Regions from separate parts of the Ovis aries genome. Here region 1 is linked to region 2. The links are chromatin contacts, called in public Hi-C maps. All regions are on one chromosome and are shown on one strand. Each heading gives the region's core, a stretch centred on a gene start, on an enhancer-like site or on the middle of the called end of the contact. The rest is flanking DNA. Distances are from core to core; before and after follow the strand shown.

The links. Hi-C and Micro-C count contacts between places; a contact is called where the count stands out from the background.
Region 1: a contact with region 2 is called in a Hi-C map of hypothalamus, with 2.9 times the contacts expected there. The contact joins the promoter of LOC121819183 here to the enhancer-like site in region 2. A contact is called at or near these places in 3 of 16 Hi-C or Micro-C datasets (hypothalamus, mesenteric adipose tissue and tail adipose tissue).

The regions. Positions count from the first base shown.
Region 1 is chr3:157,103,744-157,110,602 of ARS-UI_Ramb_v3.0, reverse strand. It overlaps LOC121819183, which reads left to right and starts at 2,647. Exons shown (of 2, transcript XM_060413671.1): 1 at 2,647-2,652; 2 at 2,700-4,277. The coding sequence starts at 2,647. The coding sequence ends at 3,908. It overlaps MIRLET7I (microRNA let-7i), which reads left to right and starts at 3,576; the gene lies at 3,576-3,659.
Region 2 is chr3:156,991,795-156,998,785 of ARS-UI_Ramb_v3.0, reverse strand. All of the region lies in intron 6 of PPM1H (protein phosphatase, Mg2+/Mn2+ dependent 1H), which reads right to left. Among named protein-coding and RNA genes, the nearest start is that of MIRLET7I, 110 kb to the left of the region's middle. Within about 2 kb of position 5,490, at least 20 of the 54 cell types and tissues checked have an H3K27ac peak or open chromatin away from gene starts, as enhancers often do. A contact at or near this core is called in hypothalamus, where this site is marked.

The DNA.
Region 1 (6,859 bases), core at 1,398-3,897, 110 kb before region 2:
TAGCATATTCAAAAGCAGAGACATTACTTTGCCGACTAAGGTCTGTCTATTCAAGGCTATGGTTTTTCCAGTCATCATGTATGGATGTGAGGACTGTGACGAAGGCTGTGCGCCGAAGAATTGATGGTGTTGGAGAACTGTGGTGTTGGAGAAGACTCTTGAGAGTCCCTTGGACTGCAAGGAGATCCAACCAGTCCATTCTGAAGATCAGCCCTGGGATTTCTTTGGAAGGACTGATGCTAAAGCTGAAACTCCAGTACTTTGGCCACCTCATGCGAAGAGTTGACTCATTGGAAAAGACTGATGCTGGGAGGGAATGGGTGCAGGAGGAGAAGGGGACGACATAGAATGAGATGGCTGGATGGCATCACTGACTCAATGAATGTGAATCTGAGTGAACTCTGGGAGTTGGTGATGGACAGGGAGGCCTGGCGTGCTGTGATTCATGGGGTCGCAAAGAGTCGGGCACGACTGAGCAACTGAACTGAACTGAAGTGAACTGTGATGGAGGATAATGTGGTCCACTGTGCAATGAATCAGCAGTGGGGGATGCCAGGCTAAGCATTGCTTATGGGAACAAGGTGGTGTGAATTATAATGAAAGTATTAGTGAGCTGATTTCCAGATGGTGCTAGTGGTAGAGTGTTGCCTGCACTTGCCAGCATAGGAGACAGAAGAGACCTGGGTTCGATTCCTGGGTCAGAAAGATCCCTTGGAGAAGGAAATGGCAACCCACTCAAGTATCCTTGCCTGGAGAATCCCATGGACAGAGGAGCCTGGAGGACTACAGTCTATGGGGTTGCAAAGAGTTGAACATGACTGAAGCGACTAAGCACATAGACTATGGTAAGCATCACTGAGATGCCCAGTCAAGTTTGTATTTGGGTCAGGTTAGGCACCTAATTGCAAGTATGTTCCATATATACAAAAAATACACAAATATTGTTAATTGGAAGTAGTTCTGATTGCACATCAAGGCAAACTTAAGCGTTTGCTTTAAAATGCATACAGGAGGCATGACACTGGGATTGGGCAGTTAGTGGGCATACCCAAGTATATTTTAGGGAATTCCTTAGTTAGGACTCCCTGCTTTCACTGTCAAGGGCCCGGGGTTTGATTCCTAGTCAGGGAAATAAGAAGGTATCACAAGTGCCACCTGGGGCAGAAAAAAACAAAAACAAAAACACACCAAACCAAGTGTATGTCTTAATTTGCATACTACAAATTTTATTTTGAAACATGTCAGGCAGGTTGCTTTTTAATTTGAAACTTTGTTCAATAAATTGTGTTCCAGGCTTCTTTGGTGGCTCAGCAGTATTTAAAAAAAAAAAAAAAATCTGCTTGTCAATGCAGGAGACAGGAGTTGGATCCCTGATCTGGGAAGATCCCACATGCTAGGGGAACAAGCAAGCCCCGAGGTGACAACCACTCTGCGCTCTACAGGCGGGCAGCACCAACCATTGAGACCACCTGCGGGGATTACTGAAGCCCGTATGCCCTAGAGCCTGGATTCTGCTACAAGAGAAGCCACAATGAGGCCAGGCATGGCAACTAGAGAGTAACCCCTGGCCCCTGCAACTAGCGAAAAGCCCGCGCAGCAATAAAAGACGCAGCATAGTCAAAAAAATTTTTTTAAACTGTGTCCCATTACCAATACTAAATAGAATAGAAATGAAAAGCCAGTATTATGTAATCTTTTACTTGCAAAGAGATTCTCTGGCTGAGAGGTTATCAAGGTTACATTGTGCTGCTTTAAAGGTAAAGAATACCTATTGTTCCCAAAAGCAGTTATGCATGGATGTCCCTTGTGTGTGGTTTGGAGTCTGGACCTTAGCCCTCTGCCTCTCATGAAGGGATCAAAGCCTGCGCAGAAGCAGTCTCAAGTCTGAACACACTCAGTTCCCCCATTCCTTATTTTTCTTATGTGGTCTGGATTTTCAGGAGGGTGATGACTAACAGTATTGCCAGATTTACGTAAAAGTACAGGACACTAGCTATATTCCAAGTTCAAACATTTTTAGTATAGGGGACATACATATACTAAAAAATAATTCGTTTATCCGAAACTCGAATTAGACGTTCTGTGAATCTTAATTGGCAGCCCCTGCCTGCTTTTTCTTCACACCGATTTAACTTCACAAAAGTCTCAAAATGGGAGGCAAAAAGAAACTCGCCTGGCCCCAAAGCAGATGGAGCTCAGGGTAGTAGGCCTTTTCCCAAACTTGGCCTTAAAAAAAAAAAAAACCCACCCACAAGTCTCAGGAGCCTGCGCATTAAAGCGGGCAGTGCAGCAGCTTTCCCGCCGGTTTTCTGCGGAATGTGGCGCAGCGGCCACGCCGCGGGGTGGAGCGCATGTTGCGGTGTCCTTGCTAGATGCGAAAGGAGGTGCCAGAAACTTTAAACCTCAGCCAGAGTACAACGTGTCCACTTAGACGGCGGTAAGTGCCGCCATTTTCTTTGCGGACAAACACCGGGAGAAGTTAGCGGCTCCACTTTTGCCCCGTTAAGCGGCGTGGGGAGCGCAGCCCGCGCCCTCAGCACTTTGGTGACGTGGAATCCGGGTTCCCCCTTTGGGGGCTGATTTCTAGTGACACGTCGAATTTTGCCAAGGCGGGGAAAGGGACGCCGCTTCTGTCCCGGATGTAAGATGGCGGCGCGGGGGGGTGCGGCCTAGCGGGGCGGTCACGTGGTGGGGAGTAGCGCGCGAGCCTCCTTAAGTGGTCTCTATGGTTCGACCGACTCACTGGAGCAGCGGAGCGCGAGACGGGGCGTGTGTCCGTGGGCGCCGGGCTCTCGCCGCTGCCACCCATCCCGCAGCCCGGCCCGGTTTCAGTTTTACGGGGTTTTTGTTTGTTTTCTTCTCGCCTCCTGCAGAGGGGCACGGGATTTCCCCGAAGGGTACTGAGGAGCGGGTGGCCTGGGGACTTCCGGGCTGTGCCTGGGTTTTCTGGCCGCGGCGCCGGAGCCGCTGTCCGCCTCCGCAGGAAGCGCCCCGGGCGTTCTACCGAGCGGAGAGCCGGCCCCGCGCGCGTGTGCCGAGAGCGCGGCGCCCGTGGGCCCCAGCCGCCACCCAGCCCCCACCGCGGGGCGGGGAGGGGCGCGGGCGGTACGTCCCGGAGACGTGGCGGGAGCGCGGTGGAGACGGCTCGGAGCTCGCGACGGGCGAAGCGCGGGAGCGCTGCTCGCTGCCTCACTGGAATGGTCCGGGTCCCGCAGGCGCCGGCTGCGCTTTTGCCGCCCATTTCCTGCTGTCGAGCGGCCTGGGGGACGGCGTCCCCTCGGGGCGGCAGAGGGAGCGGCTGCCTGGGACAGGACCTCTGGGCACCTTTTCTCTCCAGAGCGCTCGGTTACGTAGAGGACCCTGGCTCGGCCTCCCCCGGGCGCCGGCGCCGCGAAGATGCCGGGAGCTCCCGGGGTGCGGCCGAGCGGCGCGGCGCTGGGCGGGGTCTGCAGGCGCGGCGCGGCGAAGAGCAGGGGCGCGGGGTCGGCGGCGGCGGCGGCGGAGGAACGACGGAGGAGCACCGGAGTCGCTTCGCTCGCCTCAGCGTGGTCCGGTGCCTCCCCGACACCATGGCCCTGGCTGAGGTAGTAGTTTGTGCTGTTGGTCGGGTTGTGACATTGCCCGCTGTGGAGATAACTGCGCAAGCTACTGCCTTGCTAGTGCTGGTGATGCTCAGCGCCGCGGAGGACAATGGCTGGGAATCCCCTTTGTTTTCCGGGGCGCGGGGGCAGCCCGCGGAGCCCCGGCCTCAGCGACCGCCACGGAAACCGTTAGTTGTATGGTTTCCCGGAGGGAGGAAGGAATTGCGGGGACGGGGGCGGACAGGGACTTTTGTAAAGCTGGGGGAAGACCTAAATCTCTGGATCCGCTATTTGCTTTTGAAGGAAGGAATGAAATTGAGTAATTGACACGGATAACTTTACCATCCTAAATAATTTGAACGCTTCTTTCAGTAGTTGATGCACGATTTAGTTAGTGCGTATTTTGCGCACTTCATTCTTTATGAATCGGATTTGCGTGAGGTACCTCGTGCAGAACCGGCATAGGGGGTAGAATAGTCGACCCATTAAAGTTTATGCCTTAACATTTCGATTTTGTTTATTTGGTATGTTCCCTCTGTAAATCTAAGAGTTTTCAAAATATAAACCCAAAGCAATTAAAAGTTTCTGTTTAAACTTTGTTTTGCAGCTCCTTGAATGAGAAGATTGAATTTATAGTTAAACGCTCTGTTGAGGTTTTTTTTAAATGTATGAGGCAAATAAATTCTTTTTACAGTATGCTGTGTTGTTTTGTTTTGTTTTTTAATTTACCTTTGGGGGCTCCTTGTGCCAGTGTGGTGGTGGTGGCTTTTGGCCTTTGATTCTCATGCTGTATAGTCGTTGCTCATCAGTGTGGGAGGAAAGGATCTAGGTAGGCGCTAAAAGTGTGGTTTGTGGATACTCTGAGTTTAAAAATCTTAATATTTTCCATTTTAATTTGTGAGGGACCACTGTTCCCTCAGTTTTTAATAAAACGTAGTTTGGAAAACTAATGAAATGACTTGGTATTTTAAATACTCCGAGATCTGGGTAGAAAAAGATGATGATTGTACTTTTAAAATTTTAATTTCCCTGAGAAAAATTAGTGGTAAATTTTAATACTTTCCTTAGAAAACAGATCTGGTTTTGATTTGTGTAGAAGAATTAACTTTGAATGGTGTAATCACAAGCATTCTATGGTTTAATTTTGGATGCATAATTGAGAAAAATAAGGCAGTTCTTTGCCTAGAAAAAGGCACATGTAAGGAGAAAAATTTTTTAAGCCAACTGAATCCTGTTAGTCCCCTCCAGCAAGAGTTTGTTGCTTTCATAATTCAAAAGTGATCTAATAAGTGTGTCTTGATTTAGTTTGGTTTAGCTTTTTGAGATAACCTTACTCAGTCTGATCTGGTCTGGATGGAGCTGCCTCATTGTGGGAAGGACAGTAGAGAACCTTTTATTGACTAAATCTTAAAACGCATAAAATATCTGAACGTTGGCTTTTTGAGTTTGCTATCTTTTGATATCAAAGAGCAAAGTAAATTTAGATTTTATTAAGTGCCAGTTCTTTTAAAGGATGAAAGTCTCTGGGTGCTATGTAAAATCTTGATTTACAGAGAAGCTAATAAAATTCTAATTTTCATTTCCCAGAACAGTTCATCCAAGCAACCAAGGTAATCCTCATCCCACAGGTCCTCATCTTTCCATTATACTGTAGAACATTTTATAGGGGATCAACAGTTGTTAATTTGTACCCCAAAGTGTTACCGATTCTGCCAGTAATTTATTGAACTTGAATAGACATCAGGTAGGAAGCTGAAGTGGATGTACAAAGTATTCATAGTTTATCCTCTGCTTTTAAAGTAAATTTCATCCAGAATTGCCCACATATTAGGAACATTTTGAGTTGTTGGATATAAAGTACTTCCATATGTTTTTCTTGTTTGCTAAATTACAAAGAAGATACTGCCCCAACCAACTTGTTTTTAGTACCGTAGTTATATTTCTACCCTAATCTCTAGTTTTAAAAATTAGCCTTTCATGAATTTCACTTTACTATTTCTGTACATTGATGAAAATTACCTGCTGAACATTTTTACTATTGACAGTTTACTACAAAGATGAAATTGCTTTGTCAAAAGTACAATTTTGCAGTTGATATTTTTGACATTTACTTGGTGTTATTAACTTTTTTGTTGATCTGTTGTCAAACACTGAAATTTGTAATAGCAGAAAACCACTGATGGGAAAGAATAAAGCAATATTTTGGGTGTCCTCAATAAGTGCCAGACCAAAGGAAAGCTGAGTTATGGTAATAACATTTTAATAAATGTTGTTTCAAATTACTGGAAATAAAGATGTTAATTTTGTGTATGAAACACCTGGAGAAGATTCTTAGGGAAGAGTTCTGTCTTATGATTTAAAGTCAGAATTCCTATTTGTTAATCTTACATATAAAAATTTTGTTTATAAGGTATTTAAACATGAAATTGCCTTTTGGTAGGTGAGCCAGGGTATACATAAGACATTGCATCTTGTGGAGTGGGCTCAGAAGAATTTTTGCCAGAGGAACCTGACAGCAGAGATTAGCTCTTCAGTGTGTGGGAACTAGGTGCCAAGAAGACTTTGATTTCTTCATTAACTGCCCATTCTTTCTCCCTCTTGTGTGTTACACCCACTACCTCCATAGTGTGGGGTGGAAGAAACGGGTAAGAGATACTACTTTACTTCCTCCAAATTAAGACTCCTTTCTGTAATTTCTGTAACAAAAGAAAAATAGGACAGTCATCTTCAAAAGTGAATTAGGCCAGATCGGTAATACCCAAGAGGAGAATGAGGACCATTGTCATAAAATCTAAAATGTCATTGAAGTCACTGATAGCTAGCTGATTCAGATAGAAATATTAAAACCACTCAAATGATTGTCTAACACAGTTCACCACGTATTTTTGTTATCACTCTGAGGCACTGTGGGGGAAAAGCACAATAATTCGCTGGATCACTGCCACAAAGGTCAATGCAGCTAGAAAAGATAGGACCCCAAGTACTTAAGAATCAAAGTGTGGGCAGGTGAGAGAAGCATTAGTGACCTAGGTTACCTTTTGAGACTTGGCAGAAAAAGTGGGTAAAAGAGCTGAGGGGAGAGAAGTATGGAGCACTTAGAATAGATAACTGTAACTTAGAGGTTTTGATGTTTGTTGCCTCTAATAGTCATTCTAAAAGTGCAATTGGAGTCTTCAAGTTGAGCATTACAATTGCGGTTTATTCTCAGTGATGCTCTGACTGGCTTACATTTTAGCCTTGTATTATCTGCTGTAATATGTGCCGATGTTATCCAAATT
Region 2 (6,991 bases), core at 4,241-6,740:
AATGGTGGTCTTCTCACTCTTTTATGTGGATTCCTGGGGTAAGCCCAGAACGCAGGGGTTTAAACCAGCTCCCCAATTGACTCTGAAGCCACGGTGGATTAGCACCTTTAGGGGATTGTCAGCTTGAAACCAGCAACACTGATTTCCTAGTCTGAAACTTAGTGGGCAGAGAGAGGGTGGCAAGGATAAGAAAAATTTCACTTCCTCTGGGAAGAGTGAAATTTTATACTTTAAGGTCTATAGGTGGGACATAGGACAATGTGCCCTGTTGTTAAGTACCTGGAAATGTGTTGGAGTCACAGTACTCACTTCTCTGGAATTTCATTAAAAATAGGATCTTATAAATAAGCTGAGGATTGGACTATGCATCCTTCTAAATATATTGTCAGCTCTATATTTCTGTCCTATCGTGTCATTCTCATACTTTATAAATGTGTAGAGCTCTGGAGGGTGGGAAAATAAAATTATGATAGTTATTGCCATCCTTAGCATGGCATTCAAAGCTTCCCTAACTGACATTAGGCTTCTCAGGTGGTGCTACTGGTAAAGAACCCGCTTGCCAATGCAGGAGACCTGAGACACTGGTTCAATTCCTTGGGTAGGGAAGATCCCCTGGAGGAGGGCACGACAACCCACTCTAGTATTCTTGCCTGGAGAATCCCATGGGCCAACAAGCCAGTGGGCTGCAGTCCATAGGGTCACAAAGAGTCGGACATCACTGAGGCACTCAGCATGCACGCACCATCAGGAATATTATCTAGCTGACGTGTACCAGCAAGTGTGTACGGAGGTTGAAAACACTGATATACCCCTGTACTGGCTTGCAAATAATGACTGTCACAAGTCAGCAACTACCCCCATTTGCTGGATTCTCCCCTGGAATCCCTATGATGTGGAAAAGAAAGAATTAATGCCTGGCACATTCTAGGCATTAATTCTAGGACCCAGATGGAGCCTAGTCCTCCATGCTGTCAAAATATTTTGAATATGACCTCCAGCTTCCACATTCCCAGAACACACAACTTACTTTCATGTCTCTGGGCTTCCACTTGAGCTACACACTCTGCTCAGCGTATCCTTCTCTCAACCCTCCGAAACCTCTCCTGTTTCAGATCTTCGGTTCAAACACAACCTTCCCCACTGAGTCTTCCCCAATCCCAATCTCAGTTCCCCAAAACCACTGGTCCCTCTTCAACAGCTACAGTGCCTTTTTTCTTCAACCCCCCCCTTTTTAAAAGCCCTATATTTTGTCCTGCTTTAGGTATTCATCGACAAATTCCAACTGATCAACCTCTCTGACTCTTGAGATTTTAAAAATAGATTTATAGGAAAAATGGTATTGTTCGATCAATTTCTAGGAAGCTGGTCCCTGGGCTAGCTGACCACCTCTATGACGTGAGCACTGTCTTAGCTGATAAGATCCTTCCTACATGAGGACATGCTTTGGCCAGTGAGGGACTTGGAGACCCAGCTTCTGGGCTGTGGCTTAGAAGAACTGCAGTGGTGCCTCGGTAAGTTCCAGCACAGAGGCGGATGCAAAGTCCATGAATAGATTTAAAACAAACAAACAAAAAACACAACCCCCCACCCCAATAAAATAATCACTATACAGCAGCTTCCAGGGACAGAGGGGCTTCCTAGCATACTCAACTCTCCTCACAGTTAAGCCGGCACAGTGGCTGTGGGACAGACTTGCCCCACGGAAGTGGCCAGCACCCCTTCAGCCTCCTGCTTCTCTAAACTGCCTTCTTTTTTCCTTTCAGTTTCTAGCCTCTCGTTACAATTGGGAAACGAGCATCTCAACACACATTATTAGGCTGTATAATCCAGGGCAAGGATCAGATCTTGCTGACTCTTCCAGCTTCCATCACATCTAATGATTATATTACCAGACACAGACAGCACTTATTAAACGCCAGCTTCGTTCGATACACTGACCAAGTCATACCATCCGATTATTAGGTTCTGCCGTTAGCCCCATGTTCGTACGAGGAAGCTGAGGAAGAGAGAGGTGACGTGCTTTGTCCCAGCCACACCTGGTCCCTATCCCAGCCCGCAGTCTGGCTCCACATCCCTTGTTCTTAACTACGACTCAATGTCTAACATGCTGCAGATGTACAAAAAAGGTTTGTCGAAAACAGAAACAAGTGTGCCCTGGGGTTCCTTGGCTAACAGGACACTGCCTATTTTCACAGGGATGCGGGCAAGCACTTGACATCCTCAAACTTCCCCCAGATGACCTGGAGCTAAGACACCCCCTCACTTGTACTGTGTGCCTGCAAACAGCACTCACTGGGGGAGAAGTGGCAGAGACCTGATGCCTGGGGGTAAATGAAGGACTACAGACAAGTGTGCGACTGTTCACAGGGTCCGAGGGGGGAAAATGCTCGGAAGTGGTTTGACCACTTCAGGAACAAGACATCTATACCAATCAGTAGAGCAGAGTGAGAGGCTGTGGATGCGGAAAGAGTGTGTGGACGATCACAGCGGGGCAGGCTGACTGGGCGTTTCTTTTCTTTCTCCTCCCCGTGGGCTGACCACGCCGGTCTGTCTCGATTCCCAACCATCTGTAAAGATCTCTCAGCCTCCACTGGCCTCATGGACAGAGCGGCGGGAGGAGGGCGAGGAGCAAGGGGTCATTTGTCACTGTCGGGAGATGTGCTGCCCACAGCAGGGTTGGCTTTGCTCCCTGCTGCTCCTGCAGCCAGAGCTGCAAACCTTGAAAAAATGCAGAGCACGCACCTCGAAAACATCCATTCACCATCGCAGCTTGCGGATCATGGGAGAAGCCCCTCCCGACGCGGGGCTGACCCGCTCTGCCTTCAGCCCGGGCCCCACCGAGCTGGGAACAAGGGGGCTCCTCAGGAACCTAATCCCTGTCCCGGCCAACCCCCAATCTACTACAGTCTTCCGAGGTCTGGGGTTAAAATTCTCTGAGATGCCATCCAAACCCCTCCTCTCTCCATTAACTCTGATTTCCAGATTGCTTTCCACCATCAGACTGCAGCCAAGGTGGCCCATAATCATTAAATTATGAAAATACAAGTGGCTGGGAGGAAATGAATCCCAGGTTTAACTCAGGAATGGCCTGCTTTCTCGTGAAGTGATTATAAAATTAAAATGTGCTATTTCTCTGGTGAGTATAAAAAGCCTCCTTGGTGAAGTCTATGGCCCCACAGTAATGTCAGGATTTGCACCAAGGAGGGACTGCACGCACCTCAACCACGGGAGTCAGGGACTTCTGCAGGTAAATTTCCAAAGACTGGGTTAAAGGTGATTAAAATCAAGAAGAGGAGGAGGACGGAGTTTGAATTTTCCAATTACTCTTGAAAACTCAAAAGTCAAGCTGCTAGGAAACGCAAGCTTTCTGAGCAGGACTAATAATGCTGAGCTAATTAGACCCACAGGCATGGCCAACATATAAATTCAGCCCAAAGGAGGGACACTGTCCCTTTCAAAACTGCCTGGGGATCAGTGGAAAAGCTAATGAGGAGTGTCAGTTGGGGCTGCTTTTTTAGGTGGTCCTCAGGAGGACACAGCCTGGGGTTTCTGTAACAGGGCTTCTGTGCTTGGTTCAATAAATCAATTTATATTAAAACGCGGGTACAGCTCTGGAGCTGGCTTCATAAAGCATTCTGTGGCATTTCTCAATCTGCTTATCCCATTCCCTGCCAGCCTGCCTGAATGCACCATCAGAGGGCATTGAAAAGAGCAATGAAGAAGAAGGTGGAAGACACTAAACTATTTGTGGAACCTGACCCAGCAGCTCTGCACCACGCTGGGGGTGCCTCTGGTGAGTTTCTCTCCAGAAGACATTTGCATGGCTGGTAAGAAGCCCAATGCTGGGGGGCTGCAACGCTCAACCCGGAGCTGGGCTCCAGGCTTCACACTGAGAATAAATGTCAGCCTCAACCAGAAAGGAAAAGGGTTGCGAGTGAAGCTGCTTTTCAAACCGATCCTCAGGGTCTGAAATATTCTCCAAGAAGTGAAAGAAAAAAACAAGATGAATAAAAGTGCCAACGGCTAGCACAGTCTAGGAGGTGGTGGAGAGGGGCTGGAGGAGGGAGGTGTGTTACTGACCAGGGCAGATGGAATGGTCAGCAGGCTTGCCAGAGAGGGATGGCTGCAGACCAGACATCCCTAAACACAATGACCTTTGCCCCCGAAGGTCTGAAGAGTAGAGGAAAGCCCATCTCCCACTTCTGGACTTGGAGTCCAGCAGCAGCAGGGTCAGAAGCCACAGAGCACGGCCACAACATTCTGCTCTCCCCATCTTGGCTCAGCTGTCTTTTTAACTCCTTGCTACTGGGTTGTTCAATTACAGACAGCTCCCGGCATTGCCCTCCACCCCAGTTAAACCCTTACATTACCTAGACTGCAGTGCCATCTGCTAAGACTTTATGTGATGATGGAAATGTTCTATATCTGCCACGTCCACCTCAGTAGCCACGAGCCATACGTGGCCACTGAACAACTGAGATGCGGCTGCTGTGACGTGGGAAACCAATTTTTACTTTTAATTAATTTTAACTAATTTAGATTGAAATGGTCCCTGGGGGCTAGTGGCCACTCTGCCGGAGAGGACACGGAACAGAAAAGTTTCCCTTTGCCTTCATAAAGGTAGTGAGTGCTGAGAGAAGAAAATGGCGGTGGACGGCACTCTGTTCCCAGGGGAAAGCCTCTAATTTATCAGCTCTCAGTTTCAAGGAAGTAGAGGAGGGAACAATTACCCTGATGCATCATCAAGTCGGAATCACAAAAGAGTTAAGGGCTGCAAGAGACAGAAATGAAACGTTACCATCACTGGAATTTTCCTAATGGAATCTGTCTTTTTCAGAAGCTCGGAAAAGCAGTGCAAAGCCCACCCCCACTGGAGGCTGGCAGAGAAGGGCACAGGAAGTATTTTATGAACAAGAGACCCTAGGCTTGGGATTTGCCCAGGGCCCCAGAACCGCGGCAGAGTGAGGACTGGTGCCCAAGCAGCACTCTCTTTCCTAAGTAAGCCATGCCATCTCATGTTACTGGTCCCTGAAATAAGACCATTATAAACGTTAAAATGGCTTTGCTTAAAGAAAGAATTTTGGTGTACTTTACTGTTAACCAGAACCATCTGGAAGCAATCTTGCATTCACACGATGGACTTGTCCTCTTTGGCCCTCGCTCTCAACAAATCCCATCAGCCCAGGAACAGCTGCTGGAGAGTCTGGCCCAAAGCCAGGGGTGAAGCTATGGCCCCCTCCCGTGTGCTCTGGGGTGTGTGTGTGGGGGCCCAGCCTTGCTCATCACCCCATGCGGCCAGACACAAAGCACAAAGAACACAGATCCTACACGAGAAAGCGAAATCACCCGCAGTCACAGGAGCGGGCACTTGGTGCCACAAAGCCAGCTGTGAGAAACTGTTGTTTTAACTCGGGAACACAGATGCTTGCCAGCAAATAACGGCCTGAGACGGCTCAGAGGGGAGTGGGTCAGGACGCTGGGCTCACAATGCCAGCTAGTGAGCATCGTGCAACAGACAGCAGCTCCACACAAAGGGCTGGGGAGGAGGGACACGGCTCATACCAAGTCCAAGGCCAAGGTTCTGGCGCCAGGACCGAGGACATCCAGCACAGAAGGTGAGAGCTGGGACATGTCAGGGACTGACTCAGCATCCAGAGTGCTGTTAGAAAACGCCTTTGTGGGGCTTCCCTGGTGGCTCAGAGGTAAAGAATCTGCCTGCCAGCGCAGGAGACATGGGTTCAATCCCTGGTCTGGGAAGATCCCCCATGCTGCAGGGTAACTATGCGTGTGTGTCCCAACTACTGAGTCTGGGCTCTAGAGCCTGGGAGCTGCAACTACTGAAGCCCGCATGTCCTAGAGCTCGCGCTCCACAACAAGAGGAGCCACAGAGGGAAGCCCGCATACCAACAAAGACCCACCCACCACAGTAAAAAACAAAACACACAAAAACAAAAGATACAAAACTTGATCTATTTATAAAATAATTTTTAAAAAAGAGAGAGAGAAAAAAAAAGCCTTCGTAAATCAAACCACTGTGCAAACTATCTGAGCAGAAAGGAGGTAGGGGAGCCAGGGACGAGACAGATTTCATTAGGAAGGTCTGGGTGACAATAACCTTTTGTCCTCTATACAATCTGGGCCTGCCAAGCTCCATGGTCTCCGAGAAAGCACGAGGGTGGGAGAGAAAGAATCCCCATCAGAAGGCAACAGACTCATCCTTAATTATGAGAGCGGGCTTCCCGGAGCTGACATCCTCTCCCACACTTCCTCCCGGCTGCAGACACACCACAGAAAGCTGGCAGGATGCTCCTCTAATGAGAGCAGTCGATTTTCCTAAATAAAGGAAATCTGGTGCTTTGGGGATCGTCCCCATCATCACCACCCCCAAACCACACACAGACTTTTAGTGACGAGTGTGAAGCATCACAGTTTAATTTGGCCAACAGTCCATTGGGTCAGATTGAGAACTGGAAAAATGACTACCTCGGCAGCTCCTGAAATGTTTTATTTCATCCTCTTGTCCTCTAAAGGGCTGGCAAGGAGACACTGATCCTGGTAGATGGAGGTCCCCTGCTTAAATTTCCACCGCAGCTCAGAACTGAATAATCACGTTTAATCTCACTCTGAAGAAAAGTTGATCCATTGTATCAGAAAGAGCTCCAGGCTAAGAATCAGAAGCCTGGGTTATTCTGACATTTTTGCATTCATGGCCACTTAAGTAAGTGTAAGCCTCTTAATCCCTCTGAGCCTTAATTTGCTCAGCTGCAAAATGGGAATGAGGAGGAGGACTCCTCTTTGGGCATTTGACAGTTTAGCACCAGACTGAACAGTGTACCCCTGAAGTGAGGTCACCCTGGTTCACAGACTGGCTTCTCTCCTTACAAGTTGTATGACCTTGAGCAACTTGGCCCATGTGCCTCAGTCTCCTCATCTGTAAAATGGACCTAGTTCATAGGAAGTGTGTAAAGGTCTCATCACTGTGAACCAGCCC